Linked DNA regions of Mus musculus: region 2 is linked to region 1. A link is a contact called in public HiChIP or PLAC-seq data. All regions are on one chromosome and are shown on one strand. The core of a region is the stretch at or near the end of the contact, and the rest is flanking DNA. Distances in the headings are between cores, read along the strand shown. Region 1 has its middle 23 kb from the start of Olig3. Region 2 overlaps Map3k5 (mitogen-activated protein kinase kinase kinase 5).

Evidence for each region. HiChIP or PLAC-seq counts read pairs in DNA pulled down with a chosen protein or histone mark.
Region 2: an H3K27ac HiChIP or PLAC-seq map of double positive thymocytes shows a contact between it and region 1, with 4 times the contacts expected there. The contact joins two enhancer-like sites. A contact is called at or near these places in 2 of 115 datasets of contacts at active chromatin or transcription factors (double positive thymocytes and memory CD8 T cells).

The regions. Positions count from the first base shown.
Region 1 is chr10:19,332,256-19,335,028 of GRCm38.p6, reverse strand. No RefSeq gene overlaps it. Among named protein-coding and RNA genes, the nearest start is that of Olig3, 23 kb to the left of the region's middle. Within about 2 kb of position 1,443, at least 17 of the 459 cell types and tissues checked have an H3K27ac peak or open chromatin away from gene starts, as enhancers often do. A contact at or near this core is called in double positive thymocytes and memory CD8 T cells, where this site is marked.
Region 2 is chr10:20,118,169-20,120,868 of GRCm38.p6, reverse strand. Map3k5 (mitogen-activated protein kinase kinase kinase 5) reads right to left here. Exons shown (of 30, transcript NM_008580.4): 22 at 2,547-2,700; 23 at 2,286-2,454. Among named protein-coding and RNA genes, the nearest start is that of Map7, 52 kb to the left of the region's middle. Within about 2 kb of position 1,313, at least 46 of the 459 cell types and tissues checked have an H3K27ac peak or open chromatin away from gene starts, as enhancers often do. A contact at or near this core is called in double positive thymocytes and memory CD8 T cells, where this site is marked.

The DNA.
Region 1 (2,773 bases), core at 194-2,693:
TTAGTGTTATCCCGGGTTCCTCTCAGAAATACCAATAAGCATTTTACTTTAGGACTTTAGATTTGCTGTTATTTGGACATGATTCACACTTACTTATGAGTGGCTCTTTTTGGCTTTGCCACACTGAAGCTATAGCTCTGATACCATGGGATCTGAAAAAGCAAGTATTGAAACTTACTAGACTATGTATCAACTGCTTAGATGACCACTCGTCAACCCAGATCACTGCTAAATGACACAAAACTAACGCTGACCATCAGCACAGCCATCTTCTCAACTTTGTATCATCTTACCGGTTGCATAGGACACAATGTGTTTCATTGTGATGTTTTCATATACATGAATTGTGCTTTGCTTTGAAGCCACATTTTCTTTATGCATTCATCTGTTGATGGGCATCTAGGATGATTCTATATAGTACCTACAATAAATAGTGTTGCATTAGACATGGATATGCAGCCACCTCTGTGAGAATGTCAACTTAGATTCTGCTGGATGTAGACTCAGGGAAGGCAGATGTACAAGCATTGCCATCTTGATTTTGCACAAGGATTTTCCAACCCCACCATTGTGTATAGCGCTTTGCAAAATACATTATCCAGCAAGGTAGACACTCAAAGTGCTTGATATGAGGTTTTATGACTTAAAAGGATGATGGTGCTAGGCGTAAAACCATTAGTGGGTAAAGTAGGATGGCAAAGCCCCCTCTTCTTGTTCTTGGACTTTGCAAAGTGGGTCTGCAATCACTTTTGACATCATTGACCATCTGAAGACAGAGCAAAGAGTCTGATTTCCCCTGCTTTCTAGATGAATTGCAGAATTCATGTTCAGCTGCATTTAGTTAGCACCAAGGACCCCAGGATCTATAAACTTAGTTATCTAAATAAGGTGAGAAGCCAATGGCTATAAGGTTTATTTAATGGTGAGGTTGCTTAATTATTCATGTTGAATGAAGGCTGAGCTGTTCAGATTTTCTCATAGCAGCACCCCTCCCCACTTGCCCTTTCTCTGTGCCCCTATTTTCCTGCCTTAGAAAGATGAGGGGAATGTGACACTTCCTTAGAAAGATAAGGGGAATGTGACACTTCTGGGATCCCCCTCAATACCTTTGCACTAGAAAATTATTCTGAGATATCCTGGTAAGATTTCAGCTCTGGCAGGGTCAGATAGTATGGCCAACACCTGCCATAGTTGGATGACCTTGAGGGGCTTAGCCTCACAGTGGAAGAGGATCCAGCAGGTGATAATCCTCTTTACAAACACAACCTCTTCTGACTGCATTGGAGGTAAGGGAAAGTGTGTGTGTGTGTGTGTGTGTGTGTGTGTGTGTGTGTGTGTGTGTGTGTGTATGTTTAAACTTTCCTTCTTGTCTTTATTTGTGTGCCACAGATGGCAGCCTCTCTGGCTTGTTATGAGCACAGGAAGTGGGTAAAGTGTGGTGAATTGCGAGAATGCCTCATGATTCAAATATGTCTCAAGGCCAATTCTCCTGAGATCATTTGGCAAGGCCAATTATCTATGAGTTTGGAAGAGCCTGAAATCTGAGATTTTTAAGTGTCCCCACACCCCAAAATTATTTTTCAAAACAACAAGGGACAGTTTCTCTTCACCAAGTACATAAGATTGTCGACTATTTTCTCATAGTTTTATAATTAACACATAAGACGAAAAACAATCACAGTTATTCTGAAATGAAATGAATGAATCTAGTAGCCAGTAGAGTAACTTATTTCAAAGCAGACTAGTAAATTGTGATCACACTTTCAACTGACAGAAAAAGAGAAAAAAGATATTTTATCCCTAAAGTAATTTCTTTTATGTTTTATGTACTAGTATAGTTTATTTTGAGTGTTTTCCCCCTCCTTCCCTTTCTCCCTCACTCCCTTCTTTCTTATTCCTTTATCCCTTCCTTTCTTTTTTCTCCCTTCTTCTTTTTCTCCCTCCCTCTTTCCCTGCCTCCCACCCTCCCTTCCTTCCTTCATCCCCTACCTTTTTTTTTTCTCTCTCTACCCCCATCCTTTCCTCCCTTCATTTCTTCTTGGGTCTCATGTATCCCAAACTTACCTTGAACTCTTGATCTCCACTCCCCAAGTGCTGACTTTACAGCTGTGCATCACCAGGCAGGGCTACTTATGATGCAATTCAGGCTTTCATACAGTAGAATTTTGGTAGCAACTCATTGACTGTCCACTAGGCACAAACAGTTCCAAAGAGCGAGTCTTGTGGAACTGGCCTTGTGGAAGTTCTCTGTGGAATGAAGAGGTTTTTGTAGTGAGCTTTTAGGTAGATTTTTAATGTAGCCATATTGCTACCACAGTAATTTGTGCAGTGCCAAAACACACTGTATTTATAATAATAGGAACTATATTTTATCAGTTCAGCTTCAGATGAAGAAACTGTGACCTTGGGAAACCTAAACAAGTTAATTGGTTCAGGAATTTTAAAACAACTGCCCACACTGGCACAAATAAAAGTTATACTAAACTTGTATTCCATAGTCAGTGGAACATTGACCCTCAAAAGCTTTGGCAAGCCCTATGAAAAAATATACAAGGCCTTGGGGTGTACGTCAGCGGGACAGCACTTGCCTATCATGATCAAATCCCTCAGGCTTGACCCCTAGCCATCAAAAAAAAAAAAAAACCTGAATGAGAGGATAGGTAAGTGATTCAGAGCAAATAGCAACAATCTTCTGTTCTTCTAGAATACTCATTTTCCCCATTTGTTATCCTTCAATGTCCTTCCTCCTTTCCCTTTGGACCCCTTCTTCCTA
Region 2 (2,700 bases), core at 64-2,563, 790 kb before region 1:
TTCTCTGTACCATGCCTGACTGAACTCTGTCATGCTCCCTCCTTGATGATAATGGACTGAGTCTCTGAACCTGTAAGCCAGCCCCAACTAGATGTTGTCCTTTGTAAGACTTGCACTGGTCATGGTGTCTGTTCGCAGCAGTAAAACCCTAACTCGGACACCTGGCATTCAGCAGATGGACAGTGTTTGCTGAATGACTGCATGAACTGCAAGTCATGCATCCGTTCCCTCCATCCAACCTTGGTTCCCCGTATCTCAATCTGTCCTATTCTCTGTTCCTGAACGATCCGCACGGGCACACCTAGCCTCTCTGGCAACTACCCCTTACCTCAAGGCCTGCCTGCCTTCTCAGGCCACAACACCTGTTTCCTGGGCCTCACGGTCACCGTGGTCCCTATCTGAGACAGCTTTCTATTAGGACCACAGTCGGCCTCCTTCAGAAAGTACTGACGGCATTCTCTTAAGCTCTCCCTGCAGCCAGAGCCTTTACTGGCACACACATTACTCTTCTTTTAGATCCAAAAGGTGGGTACTAGGGAATTCTTATGGTGACAGAATGTTCAGGCTCAGGGAACAGCACAGAAACCTAGTGTGGCTGACAAGATGCCGCTGGAGCTGAACAGTAAGTGCCAAGAAAGAGAACTTGGCTCCCCATCTGTCCTGATGGAAGACAAGGTCAGGCCAAGAGAGAAACAGAGCTGTGTGCAGTCCGCACTGCCACAGCCACCAGCAGTTCACAGTGACTGTGGGGCACTGATGCCCGCAGTATTCACAGGACTAATAGAGGATGACAGATGCCATGCTGGGGACTTGCTATGTCGATGGGAGCGAAGCACACATTTGTAAGAGCTCCGAGCTGTGGCCTACCTGCTGGAACCGAGGGAATCTTATTATGTCAGGCGTAAATAAGGACGGGGTCTAATCCACCTGGACTGGGGTGCTCGTGCACAGAGAGCAGGGCATCTTGGGATACTGGGGGGAGATGGTCATTCATTCCCAGAAGACAGTAAATATGCTGGCCTTGCACTGTGAGCCTCCAGAACTTCAAGGAAACAAATTTCTGCTGAGTGAGACATCTGGTTTGTGGCATTTTGCCCTGGCAAGCTAACGTACCACGCAAAATAGTTTCTTTGGCAAGGTGTTTGGTTGGTTGGTTTGGCTGTTCTTCGTCTAGTAATTCTAACATACTACACAGTTGCTCACAGCTGCCCCCCACTTCCTGTGTGAATTTGGTGACCTCATAAGCTAGGGTGCCACCTGCTAATGTTTCCAGTGATCAGAGGAACAGCTGATAGGCAGACTTGCGCTTATGCCAAAACAGCAATTCTTGTGGCTTAACCTTTGTTTACCAACCCAGTGAATGAGCAGCAGAACTGTGTAGGCTGCTGCGTGTGCCATCCAGGTATGTACGGACACTAATCAAGTCCCACACACTAACTTGTCAATAAAGCAGCACACCTGTGATCGCTGCTGTGGTCTACTAGAGCCAAGACTCTACTATCTCAAGGGGGACTGCAAACCCCTTAATTCCATCAGCTCTTCTCTTAAAAATACAAGAATAGGAAGGAAGGGAGGAGTGAAGAAGGAAGAAGAGTGGAAGAAGGGAGCACGGAGAAAGGGATGAAGGACAGATGGACGAATGGACAGAGGAAGGAAGGGAGAAGGAGGGGGTAGGGATGGAGAGCAACCAGCAAGAAAAAGAGTGAACCATATTGCTTTCAGTGTACAACAATTTGTATTGTTTCCTCATGGGAGGGCTATAATAATAATAACAATAATTATTATTATTATTTTGCAAAATAAGGTCTCCTTATGTAGCCCAGGGTGGCCTAGAACGAACCATCTCCCTGCCTCAGCCTCGCAGGTGCTAAGACACTCAGCATATAGTAGGTTTGTCTCCTAAGTATTACAGCCTTCTCACACTTCCAGAGCTCCTGAACAACTCTAGGCTGTAAGCACACAAGTAAAAATCTGTAGCGTTTGGCTGGGTGTGGTGTGGTGCACCTGTAGCCTCACCTAATCAGGAAGTAGAGTAGGGGGGGCAGGGGGTAGGGAAGCACACGCCTTTAATCCCAGCACTAGGGAGGCAGAGGTAGGCCAGTCTCCAAGTTCAAGGCCAGCCTGGTCTACAGAGAGAGTTCCAGGACAGTTGGGGTTACACAAAGAAACCCTGTCTTGAAAACAAACAAACAACACCAAAAAGATTAAATAAAGTTTACAAAACAACACAACAACAACACCATCCTATGTAAATCTTCAGGAAGGGGGTGTCCAGGAAGCTTTACCTGGGCCAGAGATTCCATTAGGTTCCTTACAACCTTGTCCTGGTCTTCGGTCAGGATTCTGTGAAGGGTAGCTCGCCTCTCACTATCCTTTCTCAGCATAAAAAAGCCCGAGTCTTTCTCTTCAGGAGATGGGGGCGCACTGTGATCTTCAAAATTTTCATCTGGAATGCTGTAATAATGGGTACAACGTAAGTCAGGGTCTCCTTACAGAGTGACAGTCCACAGGGTATGCCTTTGGGCACAAGCAAGCCAGCTCTTTACCCCAGGAACAATGTCCGTATCCCTTTCCCGTCCTTTTCTCCACAGGACTTAGCTCTGGCTTTGAAGGAGAAGGGGTCCGCCTTCAGCTCTGTATCAGGAGAAACAGAGCCATACTCGCTACTGCTGCTGGTGTCTTCTACCAGGACAGGGACCG